3 separate regions of the Sus scrofa genome follow, and all the other regions are linked to region 1. Evidence: chromatin contacts called from public Hi-C and HiChIP or PLAC-seq data. All regions are on one chromosome and are shown on one strand. Each heading gives the region's core, a stretch centred on a gene start, on an enhancer-like site or on the middle of the called end of the contact. The rest is flanking DNA. Distances are from core to core; before and after follow the strand shown. Region 1 has its middle 19 kb from the start of VDAC3. Region 2 overlaps SLC20A2 (sodium-dependent phosphate transporter 2). Region 3 holds the start of SMIM19 (small integral membrane protein 19).

The links. A called contact is a pair of places that touch in the nucleus more often than the background predicts. HiChIP or PLAC-seq counts read pairs in DNA pulled down with a chosen protein or histone mark.
Region 2: a contact with region 1 is called in an H3K27ac HiChIP or PLAC-seq map of skeletal muscle. The contact joins two enhancer-like sites. A contact is called at or near these places in 8 of 47 Hi-C or Micro-C datasets (embryonic fibroblasts, fetal heart ventricle, fetal skeletal muscle and 2 more) and 1 of 2 datasets of contacts at active chromatin or transcription factors (skeletal muscle).
Region 3: a Hi-C map of skeletal muscle shows a contact between it and region 1, with 3 times the contacts expected there. The contact joins the promoter of SMIM19 here to the enhancer-like site in region 1. A contact is called at or near these places in 2 of 5 promoter capture datasets (fetal liver and liver), 7 of 47 Hi-C or Micro-C datasets (alveolar macrophages, embryonic fibroblasts, fetal skeletal muscle and 3 more) and 2 of 2 datasets of contacts at active chromatin or transcription factors (alveolar macrophages and skeletal muscle).

Annotation. Positions count from the first base shown.
Region 1 is chr17:11,429,975-11,434,317 of Sscrofa11.1, reverse strand. No RefSeq gene overlaps it. Among named protein-coding and RNA genes, the nearest start is that of VDAC3, 19 kb to the right of the region's middle. Within about 2 kb of position 2,782, at least 20 of the 83 cell types and tissues checked have an H3K27ac peak or open chromatin away from gene starts, as enhancers often do. A contact at or near this core is called in skeletal muscle, where this site is marked.
Region 2 is chr17:11,509,842-11,514,355 of Sscrofa11.1, reverse strand. All of the region lies in intron 2 of SLC20A2 (sodium-dependent phosphate transporter 2), which reads left to right. Among named protein-coding and RNA genes, the nearest start is that of SLC20A2, 38 kb to the left of the region's middle. Within about 2 kb of position 2,560, at least 22 of the 83 cell types and tissues checked have an H3K27ac peak or open chromatin away from gene starts, as enhancers often do. A contact at or near this core is called in skeletal muscle, where this site is marked.
Region 3 is chr17:11,548,570-11,552,872 of Sscrofa11.1, reverse strand. SMIM19 (small integral membrane protein 19) reads right to left here and starts at 2,966. Exons shown (of 4, transcript NM_001190223.1): 1 at 2,741-2,966. SLC20A2 (sodium-dependent phosphate transporter 2) reads left to right here and starts at 3,250. Exons shown (of 12, transcript XM_021078067.1): 1 at 3,250-4,303.

The sequences.
Region 1 (4,343 bases), core at 1,533-4,032:
GCCAGTGGCTACAGCTCCAGTTGGACCCCTAGCCTGGGAACCTCCATATGCCGCAGGAGCTGCCCAAGAAATGGCAAAAAAAAAAAAAGACCAAAAAAAAAAAAAAAACAGACTGTAGCAAAAAAAAAAAAAAGACAAAGAAGGACGTTACATAATAATCAAGGGATTAATCCAAGATCAATCTAAGAAGATAAAACAATTGTAAATATAGGAGTTCCCTTCGTGGCGCAGTGGTTAACGAATCCGACTAGGAACCATGAGGTTGCGGGTTGGGCCCCTGGCCTTGCTCAGTGGGTTAAGGGTCCAGCATTGCCATGAGCTGTGGTGTAGGTTGCAGATGTGGCTCGGATCCCGCATTGCTGTGGCTCTGGTGTAGGCCGGTGGCTATGGCTCCAGTTGGACCCCTAGCCTGGGAATCTCCATTTGCCATGGAAGCAGCCCTAGAAAAGGCAAAAAGACAAAAAACAAACAAACAAAAAAATAATTGTAAATATAGATGTACCCAGCATGGGAGACCTGTATACATAGTGCAACAAATATTAACAGACACAAAGGGAGAAACAGTCGGTCACAATATTAGTGGGGAATTTAACACCTAACTTATATCAATTGACAGATCATCCAGACAGAAAATCAACCGAGAAACTTCAGGCCTGTCTATCCACTGCCCTTTACATAGATATATATACACACACATATACATACATACATATATATACGACATTGTATCCCAAAGTAGCTTAATAACATTTTCAAGTACACATGTAACAATCTCCAGGGTAGACCACAGAGGCCCAAGTCAATCCATGATAAGTTTAGGAAAACTGAAATCACAGTCAAGCATCTTTTCCAATCGCAACACTATGAGATTAGTCAATGATTATGCAATGTGCAGACAGCCATGACAGCTGCCCCCTCCCCACCTCAGTTATCTGATGGGATGACCTCCCTTCCCCTCCCCACGAGGGCAGAGGCGGGGCCCCTCAGAGGGAAGAGGACACTGGTAGACAGTCCTTTGAGTTAATCAGCTTCTTCCTCTAAAAATGCAAACACTCCTCGGACAAGGGACCCTCCTGGGAACCAGGCATCACTCTGCTGTGCAAGAGACAGGGAAGAGGGCCTGGGGACCATCTGCACACCACACAGGCTGCAAAGAGCTCATGCTCTCGGCTCAGGGTTCTTAAACTTCACTCTGCCTTCCCAAAAGGACTGACCCTCTGAGCAAATATGTAAGCACATTTATTCATTTTCAAAATCAGTCCTCCTGGTCGCCTCAGAATGAGCTGCACAATATAAACTGAAAGCAGTTCAGTCCCTCAGAAAATGAAACATAAGATCAATGAGGTGGTTTAAGCACACGGGGTAGGAGAAGGAGCCTTTGGAGACGACACGGTGTTCACTGAGCCTTAGACAAAGCTGTGTCCATTCTGCTTACCCGAGGGAGGCCATCCTTGCCCACTGCCCCCAAGTGCTCCTAGATGATGGCACCAGGGCTAGGACTCCTCGCTGGGAGGCAGCGTGGTGCAAGGGGCCTGGCCCAGGACAGGACTCCATGAGCAAGTCTGTTCACCTTCCTTCTTGGACTGGTCATTACCCACTACCTCACTTTTTAAGGAGAAGTCCCCTCAGGAGAACTGTGCTGAGCACAGAATTAAGTCAGATAATGAAGGAAAGGAACAAAATAAGCCAGTTAGATGAACAAGGTGAAAGAGCTGGAGACTGAGGAAACTGGAGACTAGGTTCTCTGCATGCCTGGTGAGACCTGTAGAATGTGGGGAAATGTAGCCCTGTTCTTGGATTAACTGTCACCTTCTTAATAAATACCTTTGCAGCACATGATCCTTTATTATTGAAAAGACCCTGAAACATATTTCAGGAAAAGGGAAAAAAATCACCTATACTCCGTCATCTCACCACCATCCATTTTGAAACGCTGCTCTTTGAAACCTGGAGCTGGCCAGGTACTGGGGCAACTCAAGCACAGCATGAGAACAAGTTTAGCAGCCAAATGGTAACAGGACTGGAGCAGCCCCAGGATTTTGACAGTGTCTCAGCTTCGTCCCGGTCGGCACTGGTCAGACCATGTCCACAACTGTGGTGTCTAGAAAAGGGACTGTGTCCTGGGCCAGAGAAGGAACGTGAGAGGTGACTAAGACCTTGGAAAGGAAGCCCAGGAAGGAGGTGAGGTTTAATCTGCCTGCTTTTGTTTAGGAAACATAAGGAATTAAATCTGACTTTAAGCCAGTGTTTCGGGCTCAACAAAGGTGATCAGCTGTTGGCTAGAACAGGAACTTGACCAGAGCCAGAGTGATGGGATTTCTGGCTTTGACACTTAGAGGTTAAATCCAACCTGGAATGTAGATTCCAAGCTATGAGTTGGGAGGTGCTGGGGAAGGGAGGGAGGAGCTCAAAGGGAAGGAGATAGACTGACTCAAGGGCAGAAGGCACCAACCCCACAGCTGGGCCATCATCTTCCACTGGCAGCAGCAACAGCAGCACCCAGTGGAGGCAAATGTAATTGCAGCTGTGACCCTATTTGCAGATCCTTTTTAAACTGCAGCAGTGAAGTCACCTCCCAGAATGTTAAGGGTAAACATAATTCAGAGAATCACTAGAAATGTCAGGAGTTATCTGTGCTGCCGTGATGGCCACAGGGAACTAGGAGTGCCTGCCGAAGGACAACTTCAATCCATTCACAAAAATCCCAAATAGGCCTGCTTGCAGGCTGGCTCCATCCATTCATCAGTAAATGTCCACTGTGCACCCATCACATGCCATGTGCTGGTCTGGCCACAGGAGGCAGGAAGACAAAAAGACTGCCGTCCAGGGTGGCTGCTGCCACCATGAGGGTGTTTCCAGAGGGCAGGGCCCTGGGGAAGGGAAGCTTCCCCAAAGAGGCAGAAACTCGGCAGAGACCCCAGCCAGAGCACTGGTGCTGTGGGGAAACAGCGTATCTGCAGGTGCCCGCAGACCAGCTGAGAAGAGGTGTCCATTCACAGGCCACAGACAGGAAAGGTCTGAGGTCAGGAGATCAGCTGTGGGTGTGGTGAGCCATCCAGGAAGGTGGGAGCAGTGGGGGGCAAGGGATGAGAACTATACACTAACTTACACCAACCCTGGGAGGTGTGGACACGTCTCCGAGGTGGACCAGCCAGCTCTCCAGGGGGAGGGAGGGACAGCTAAGCTTAAATGCACACACTATGCACTAACGTCTCTGAGTGACTGGTCTCTCTGCCCTTCTGCTTTCCATTCCCTCCACCCGAGGGAAAGAGAGCATCTGACTGGTATGTTGAGAATGAGCCGGACTTGCTGGAATCACCTCCATAGAGCGCAGGCACACCTTCCCCTCTGTGCCACCCCAGCCAGGCAGTGGGGAGGCCCGGGCGGCCAACACTGCTGCCACTCTCGCCCTGAGCAAAGTGTCAAGTAGCCTTCACAGTGGTTTATTTTTTTATTTTTTTCTGTCTTTCTTTTTAGGGCTGCACCCACGGCATGTTCCCAGGCTAGGGTTCCAATTGGAGCTGTAGCTGCCAGCCTGTGCCAGGGCCACAGCAACACAGGATTGGAGCCGTGTCTACAACCTACACCACAGCCCACAGCAACACCAGATCCTTAACCCACTGAGTGAGGCCAGCGATCGAACCTGCATCCACATAGATGCCAGTCAGGTTCGTTAACCGCTGAGCCACAACTGTAACTCCACTTTCACAGTGGTTTAGAAGAAGCTACCTTGTCCTAACCCACAACTGATTTAAAACCAGAGTGAGTGAGGAGTTCCCTGGTGGCTCAGCTGGTTGAGGATCCGGCATTGTCACTGCTATGGTTGGTTAGATCCCAGGCCTGGGAACTTCCACATGCTGTAGGCGTGGCCAAAAAAACAACAAAGCAGAGTGAGTTAGAACTGGCTATCACCAGACCACCCTTACTCGGAGAAGGACCTTACCCTTCAGTCTGAGGGCAAGCCCTGTGCATGAAAGCTCCACACTAACATGACCATAGGCTTAGAGGACCACCAAGGTGGAGGACAGAACCTGAATATCTCACATGCAAGTGGAGGGCAAAGGGGTGCTGTTTATAAGGGGAACAAGCAGAGGGAAGCTATCAAAGAGCACACATGGCGCGCCCATCGGAACCTTGGTGTTAGAGGGTCTTACAGGGAGGGCTCCCTGCGCAGAATCCACAGCCTCCGTGCATGTGCACGTTGCTAACACTGGGGCCCAGAAACAGCTCTGGCTCTTTCTCAGGGCTCCTCTGTCCAAAGTTCTAGGAGCTGAGCCTGGTCAAAAGGGCCATGAGCCTCCATGCACAGACACTTAGTAACGAAATGAAACTGTAGGCCATCT
Region 2 (4,514 bases), core at 1,311-3,810, 80 kb before region 1:
CTTGTGGTCCCAGGATGGGAGCATCGCAGCATGTGTTACCTCAGTCTATAATTGGATTCCATGCCATAGGGGGAAACTCTTCTTTTGGGTCTCTCCGTCCTCCTCTTAGCCCTCGCCTGTTTTTCCTCCTCTCCAGTCTGAGTTCCTCAGCTTTCATTTCTCCCACCGTCTCAGTGGCAGGTTTTGTATTCGTTACACGTTGAAGTAATGGTATCTTGGATATGTTGAGTTAAATAAAAATACAATTAAAATTAATTTCACCTGTTTATTTCTCCTTCTATTTTTTAATGTGACTAGTCAGTTTTAAATTATTCGGGTAGCTGCTCCAGAGGGTCTTTATCCAGGTAATTAATTAATGCAAGTTCATAGAAACAAGCTGCTTTTGGGTTTTTTTTAATTTATTGAAGTATAGTTGATTTACCAAGTTGTGTTCATTTCTTTCTTTCCTTTTTTAAATTTAGGGCCATACCTGCGGCACATGGAAGTTCCCAGGCTAGGGGTTGAATTGGAGCGGTAGCCACCGGCTTACACTGTAGCCACAGCAGTGCGGGATCTGAGCCACGTCTGTGACCTATACCACAGCTCACGGCAATGCTGGGTCCTTAACCCACCGAGCGAGGCCAGGGATCGAACCTGTGTACTCGTGGATACTAGTTGGGTTCGTTACAATGAGCCACAATGGGACCTCCCGTCTCCTGTATGCTTTTGTTTTAGTTTCATGGACCTGTTGGACTGAGACCCCAAACGTCGCCCCCTCCACCTGCATCGCTCTGCCCCGCCCTCCCCATCACCCACAGTTCATGAGAACCAATTGGGCGGAGTTAACTTGCTTGTAAATGATGCACAGAGAGTTGTCTCTACTGTCATAGGTGGCCTGGAGCAGTCGACTAGCAGCTTCTTCTCGCTGGTGAAGAGGAAGCAGCTGGGTGACTAATGTACATTGGAAGATAGACTATTTTCTTTGGAATGTTTTGATTCTTGAATTTTGGAACAGGTGTGGCCAGGGTTGAAAGAAACAGTGGAATCCATACTCGGCGTATTTGACATGCAGAGAACGGGGAAACTGCTCGGTGGGTGCTGCCTGCCTGCAGCACAGTGGGCGTGGGCGCCATCGTCGGCCTGTTCCTCTCCCAGCCAAATCCGATGTAGAAATATTTATGGTGTATTGGCTTTTTTGGTCTTTTTGTTTTGGGTTTGTTTTTGGTTTAGGGAGGAAGTAACGTCTTAGCTTAGAAACTCTTCGGCTGAACTATGCCGTAATAGGATGAGGAGGATAATTGTGTCAAAAGTAACCTCACGATGCCCTGAGTCTGGCGTAAAGAATTCCAGAGTGAGTTCACTGCGGATCACCGAGAATTGATTATGAATCAGAGCTCAGCCATCTTTGATACGTGCCCACTTCGTTCCCTTGGGGACAGAGGGGAGGTGGGGGCACCTCCGGCGACTTGGGTTGGGGTGGTGGTGAGCACACGGCCCCCCATCTCGTGGGTGAGTGGGTGCTGGTCACAGCTGCCTAGGCCGGGCCTGGGGGTGGATTCCCAGACTGGCAGCCAGCAGGCTGTGTGAACAACAGGAAAGGGTTGTGGCCCCCAGCTCTTGCCAGTGAAAGCCAACCTGTTCGCCACTTTGGGTGACGGGCCACAGGCAGACAGTGCTCCACAGGGATATGGTCAAGTCCTGTGGGTCTGTGTCACCTGCCTGTGCCAGAGAATCAGGGTGTGAGCCCTGCAGCGCAGCCCTGGGATTTGGGAGTTGAGTCAAATAAATCTCTCGAAATCTAAACTGGCATATGACATTTTAAAATGAGGAAAATATGCAGCTCTGAAAAGATTTGTGGGATTATAGCCAAATAGTTACTATGGAAGATAGGTCATGGGGAGGTTAGGAGGGGGCGGGGTAATCCAGTGCCGATCCTGAGAGAAGCGCGGGACAAGTCATTGAACGTCCGCCCATTTAAGAAAACAAAATGGGAACCCGACGTCTCCCAGAGATGTGTGGCGATCTGATTGATGTTGGCGCATGCCTTGATATCTTTCATAAAGTGTCCAGTAAGAGCAAAACATGGCAGAGCAATTTAACGATCTACAGCAAACTGGCCTGAACCATCTTGAGTTGCGATTCAGCAGTCGCTGTGTGTCTTTGACACAAGTCTTTCTTATTAAAGGCAGGTTGTATTTTTTCAAAGAAAGTTCCGTGCTACTCCGAATATTCTTTCAAGTGTCAGCGGTATCCTTGGGGTCTTTCACGGTCAGCTTGAGCTTTAGCATACTTCTTAGACGGCCAGTGTACCCTTCCAGCCTGTACTTCAAAGTGCTTCTTGTCAGGGATGAGGCCTTTCGGGAATCTTTGAGGTGTTTGTTTTCAGTTGTAATTTATCAGTGAACCCGTACCTCAGAGCAGCTCCTTGGGCACTGCAGAAGACAGACCCAGGAAACAAACAAAATTCGTTCATGTTGTATCGAGAGAAGAGCTCTCATTTAAGGCTATTTGTTGGTAGACTTACTGGTGTGTGTTGCCTTTGACGCCTGCTTAATTTTACACAGTACTGGTAAAGCATCTGACAGAAGGTCCTCTTACTTGGTCTTTTCTGAACATGCAGCACTGCCACCTTGTTGCCAAAGTTTTGTCTGATTGAAAGTGCTTGAAAATCAAATGAACTCCTGTTGTGTAAAAGAGCTTACTCTGTCGGTGCTTGCAAAACAGCTTAAAAGGAGATAGTATTCTTGGACTGAATTCAGTAATTAGCATAATTGTGATGCTCGGTATTGTTCCCCAGAGCACGCCCCTTGGCCAGATCTCCCATTAAGAGGACACCGATGTTGTCCTGTTGGATAAACCCCCGCACACATGATGCAGATCAGCGAGTTCCTGCCGGCCTCGCCGGTGCAGTTAATTTTAGCTGGGGTTTGTTCTATGAGTTGTAAAACTGTTTACCCAAGTAGAAGTTAGTAAGCTGAAATGTGACTTCTCGCCCGATGTGAGAGGAGCCTGTTTTAGACTGAGATTGTGTTCGTGATCCCAGGAGCAGTCTTCTGAAGAATTGCAGCTCCGATTTCCTTTGAAAGTACTTTGTAAGTACTGAGTGAATGTCTGAGATTTTTTAGAAATCTTTGTTCTTTGGTCTTTTCTCCTTGAATCTTCCTAATGTTGCTATCACAGTAATTTTTTTTTCTCTCTCTCGGGGAAACTGGAAACTCTGGGATGGGTACTTGAGGGTGTTCTAAGAATGGAGCCGAAAGGTTTTTTTCCTGAAACGTATTCTGCTGCAAGAAACCTGCCTTACTCAGTTTGCCTAGGAGAAAGTATTTGATTCTTACTATTTTTATCTTTGCAAAAGCAACCTGTGGATTATTATATATTTTACCAGTTAAAATCTTTGGTTAATAGAGTGGTGTGTTAATGAGCTTTATTTTCAATGGTAACCTAACTCTTAGAGGAAAAAACATGTTAAAAATTCCTGTGGAATTGTACTTACCGTGAGCTACAAGTTTATGTGCAGAAATAATGAGAGTGTCAAATGTGATTTTGTAAAATATGCAGATGGCGAGTTTTTTCTTTTTAAGGAGGATTGTTGTCCTTAAAAACAGACCCTCCTACTCCTAAAGAGAAGCTCTTAAAAAAATAAAGGTAAATTTAGGAGGATGCCTTTGGCTAGTAATTGAACGCATCCTCTGGAAGATGGATTTAGTAATCGCAATTAATCAAAGGTCATGGAATTCCCTAATCCTGACTCTGCTCTTGATTTAACACGTTGCTGCCAATTTAAATTTGGACTGAAGAAACCTAAAGATTTTAACCTAGAATAAATATTTTGAGTTGAGTCTTAATCACCTTTGCTAAAGTTTGAAGTGTTTTAATTCCAAGGACTCTGACTTCATGCCAAACAGCTTGCTTATGACAGGGAACCGACAGGAATTTCTTAATCCATTAACGGGTAAATTATCTCCCCTCTGGGAATGTGGATTTTAAGGCACCGACTCTAATGGGTGGTGTCTTTGCTGTTCCCCAGACCTCAGGGCTCCAGTATCTGTGGGCCTAGAGGAAGGCATGCCCTTAGATGCCATTTTCCATTTGGAAAGCTGCATTTAAAGACTTCTTTGTTGTTATGTATTGTCTGATTTTTAAATCCCAACGACCCAAGGTGCCAACAATGAAAGGAAATGTTTCAGTGGCACAGTTAGTAGGACAAGAATGTAAGAAGGAAAAAGAGAACTGAGTTCTTGGGCTATTTTTAGAAAGAAACTTAAAAAAAAAAAAAAAAAAAAAAAAACCTTAAGCCTTTTTATTGAGCCGAAGAGAAGTGTGCCGCCCAGATCCCTGGCAATTATAACGGCAAAGTCTGTAATGTCATCTTCAGCCGTTCAAGGGCCGATGAGCGTGTCCTTCAGAGTATATACTTTTATCCAAAGGAACTAACTGTTCTTCTGTTAACTGTTACCAAGGCACCATCAGAATGCCAGGCTTTAGAGGTGTGCTGTAGTTGGACATGAGCTCATTTTCAAGCTGTTATTCAT
Region 3 (4,303 bases), core at 1,717-4,216, 120 kb before region 1:
ATGCTGGAATCCATCTTGGCTAAAAGATGTGCATAAGTCAGACCAAATATGGGCCCAAACAAGACAGTTGGCTAGAGACAACCCCTGACCCCTGACCAGCCAGAGTACTCTTCCTGCCCCCTCCCAATAAAACCAATCTGAGTCACCTTAATTGTGAGCAGCTCATTCTGCAAGCTTGCCCGTGTGTTCTTTCACACATACTCTGCTTTTAATAAACTCTACACCTGCTTCACAATCTTGGTCTCTTTGCGGAATTCCTTTCCCAAGGAAGGCAAGGACCAGGTCCTCTCACTGCTGAACTCAGCATGGCCACTGGCACATTTTGCAGGTGCCTTCTTATCTGACACACTATGAAAATGCTTCCTACCTATTTTCTAACCCTGACAGCATCTGAGCCTGGTTAATTTTTTGCTTCGATTTTCACAAAGTTCTGGCCACATGCCACTCAATAAAGTGTGTATTCCTACAGAACTTGTCTTCCTCCTGCTACAAATACACCAGTCTTGATATTTAGAAAAGGATTCTGAAATACTGCTGACCAAGAATGGTGAAATTTTAATGTGAATTATACAACTTGATTGGTATGCAACGCCACTCCTGCTCCAAAGTTCCGGGACACTCACTTGAGTTATTTTTAGTAGTATAGCTGTGAAAGATTTGCACTGAGGGTAGGCCTTTCCTGCCCTCCATCATGACCAATGGCAGCACTCTGTAAGGCTGTCAGGAATAAGCAATGGTCTTGTTCAAAGTTATAATCCAGATCATGGCTCCCATGTGGCCTGACCTATGACTGGTCCCCTTCCACCTTGCCACCGTCTAACCAAGGACACATACACACACCTGCTGAGTGGTCTGCAGACCATGAGTGCCTTTGTCTGGAGTCTAAGGCAAAATGCCTAAGGGCATCACTCTGGTTCATTCCTGGCAAGTTAACTAATGTTTCAGCAAGATCACCATGTGCTTAGGATTGTCATTCAGGGCTTTCCGGAGAAAATTGAACTTTTTTGGACATACCTTTCCTGTAAAGTCATCCTTGAACTCTTTCAGTAAGGAGATACTAGGATGCTGAACGTAAGTATCCAGAGATAAAGTTGACAAGTATGACAACTAGGGCTTGATTTCATTTGACAAACTTTTAGGTAGAGAACAAGAACTCTTCTTGGGCTCAAGTGACTGTTTCATAAGGTTTTTTTTTTTTTTTTTTTTTTGTCTTTTTGCTATTTCTTGGGCCGACTCCCGCGGCATATGGAGGTTCCCAGGCTAGGGGTGGAATCGGAGCTGTAGCCACCGGCCTACACCAGAGCCACAGCAACGCGGGATCCGAGCCGCGTCTGCGACCTACACCACAGCTCACGGCAACGCCGGATCGTTAACCCACTGAGCAAGGGCAGGGACCGAACCCGCAACCTCATGGTTCCTAGTCGGATTCGCTAACCACTGCGCCACGACGGGAACTCCGTATCATAAGTTTTAAAACAGTTTCCTGATTTGCAGTTCCTGATACCATGTCTATTTAGGTGGTTCAATTTTGAGGATCACTTGTCAGCAATTAGCTCTCAAAGCTTTCCTATCTTGAAACAAATTCAGATAAGAATCACTTATAGAGCTCCAAGAGTGTCTTTCAACACAGCCCAACTCCTAAGTGTGATTTTCTTGCAGTCCTCTGAATCCCTAAAGGTTTGAGTTCCTCAAACGGAAATGTATAAGCTCACAGGGCTTCCACTAAGACGAAGGAAATTAACATTTGAGGGCGCCTGTGCTGGCAGCGCCCGCATTCTCTGAATTTTCACAACCCGCCTGCTGGGAGGCACTAAAGTTCCATTTGGCCGAAGACCGGGGATGGTGGTGGTGGTTTTGCAACTTGCCCAAAGCCGTCGAGGCCAGGGTATGGAGGGAAGTGTAGTCACATACCTAACCCCCAAACGTGAACGCTTCAGGCCCCACCCAGACCCGTGACACCCCCAGGTCCTGGAAAGAAGTGTGGTGAAGCAGGCACCTCGAAATCCATCCCCCACCCCCGTGTAAGCGGCCAGGGCAGGAGCGGCCTGGGCGCCGGCGCCCGCAGGCTGCACGGTGCGATCCTAAAGCGCGTCCGCTAAACCCAGCGGTCCCCAGCCAGCCCCGGCCTCGCGCTGGGGAGACCGCGACTTCCACCTCTCCATCCGCGTTTCCGGAACTCGGAGCCTCCCTACTCCCTCCCGCCTGAGAGGCTCAAGCGGGGCGCAGCGGCTGAGAGGCCCGGACGCCGGCGGGCAGTGGGCCGGGCACCGGGCTGGGGGCGCCTGCCCCTCCCCGTCTCCCCCTCCCCCACAAGCCGGGGCGGGGCGCACGGCGGGGGCGGGGCCGGACGGGGGCGGGGCCGGGCGGCCGCAGGCGCGGGGCGCGGGTCCACTCACGCTGCTCGCTCCGCAGGCGGCGCGAGGCTGGGCTGCTCTGCTCGGGGCTCCTTCCCCCGCAGTTGCGGCCGGACGCGCGGAGCCGGTTACCGAACGGACCCGGACGACCTCTGCTTCGTCATTTCCTGCCGGCCCGTTGGCTTCCGGATGGAACAAGGAGCCAGGTCTTTCCCCCCCGCCCCCCTCTCAGGGTTTGAACCGGAGAAGCGCAGCGACGGCCCCGGTGCCGCCTCCGGGCGCGTGAGTGGAGCCCGGTTCCCTTCCCTCCCCCGTGGCGCGGCGCCGGCCCCGCCCCCGGCCCCTCCCCGCCTCCCGGACCCGTAGCTACCCCGGCCTGCTGCTACCTCGGGGCTCCAGGGCGGTGGGTCTGGCCGCCGGCTGGAGGTCCACGTGGGTCCGGCCGCGGCGCGTCCGAGCGGGCCGGGAGAGGGGCCGGGTCCTCCGGGAGCGCAAGCAGCTTCCCGTCCCGCCTCGGCGCTCCTGGGCGCCGCTACCCGCGCGGGAGAACGAGTGTGCCTTGGCCCACGGTCGAGATTTAGCTGGAAACGCAAAGATTTTCTCTTTTCGTAATGAGGGCAGAGGGTTACTTTTAGTATTTACTTAGGAAAGCACGTGCTCTCCACACTTTTGCTGCACTTTTCTTGTCATAATAAATGATGCGTGCTGAGAGTATTGAAGTGTTTTAAAAACTGGATGTGCCCAGGATGCTGTAGTATTATTGTTAAAGTGACTTTGGGGTATTTAAGATTTGTGTGTGTGTAAAGAGTTGAAAAATTCTAGCTCGAGACAGGTAAAGAATTTATGTAGGATTTCAGCATCAGCATTGAAGTAATCCGATTTCAGCGGTTGGCGTAGCCTTGCAAATAAATGGCCACTTGTTCACGTGCTCGAGGTCTTAACTATTCATTTTGAGCGTGTTCTCTAGGATCAGCTGACTGCTGATTATAATTCATACTAGACCTTGTAGAGGTTGTATCCTTAATTGACAAGCAGAGATTAGAGCTAAGATTTAACACTCTACCCTTAGCAAGTTTTCTCTGCTTCTTTGTGGATCATTCTGTTAAAATTAAACTCAACTCTTCTGTAGAGGAAGAGCATTCCTTGGTATATAACAAAAGCTTTATTTTTAGTAGTAACATATTAGCTTATATATAGTATGTATATATAATCATATATGTAGTTTTGTAACTATTTAGTACAACTCCAAAGTTGGAAAATTAGAATCAATAATAATTGGGTAATGTTGAGTACCTACCGAGTGTTTGCCAGGCCTGTGCCATACTTTCTTTCATTTAATCTTCCAGATAACTTTTTGCATAAACATAGGTTGTTCAGAAATATTTGAGTACACGAGTTGATTTGAATGTGTCCAAGTGTGGAATATGTACATTAATTACTTCTGTTTCTGTTTTTTTTCAGTTTTTTTTTTTTTTTTTGTAAAATAAGGGTGTTGGCAGTATATAATGACTCAGAGAGTAAATGAATGTGTTTTTCAAGTTGGAAGAGGGCTTTACAATTACATGGAAGGGCAGTCAGTCCCTTCATTAGGGTATTCAGTAGTTTCCAAAGCCCTGTGTCATGTCTCTTTATCCAAGTTGCCATTACGTATCATTGTCACGCAATGAACAGGCCAGGCTTAGGACACTGGATAAAGGTAAATGTTGGGAAAGCCTTAATGTCCCCTTCTGAAAGGCCCCCTCTTTCCATATTTAGTTTCTAAGTGACATTCTTAATAAGAGTTAACAAATGACAGTCAAGCAGGAAGAGTAATTTTCTAGTACCAAACCAAGGAAATAAAAAACAGTGAATTGGCTATTACTTCTTAACATACCTGTGAATGTTAAGAATCTTGGGTAATCCATGCTGTAGGAGTTCTACCTGATTTTTCAGTTTGCCTTGAAATGTCT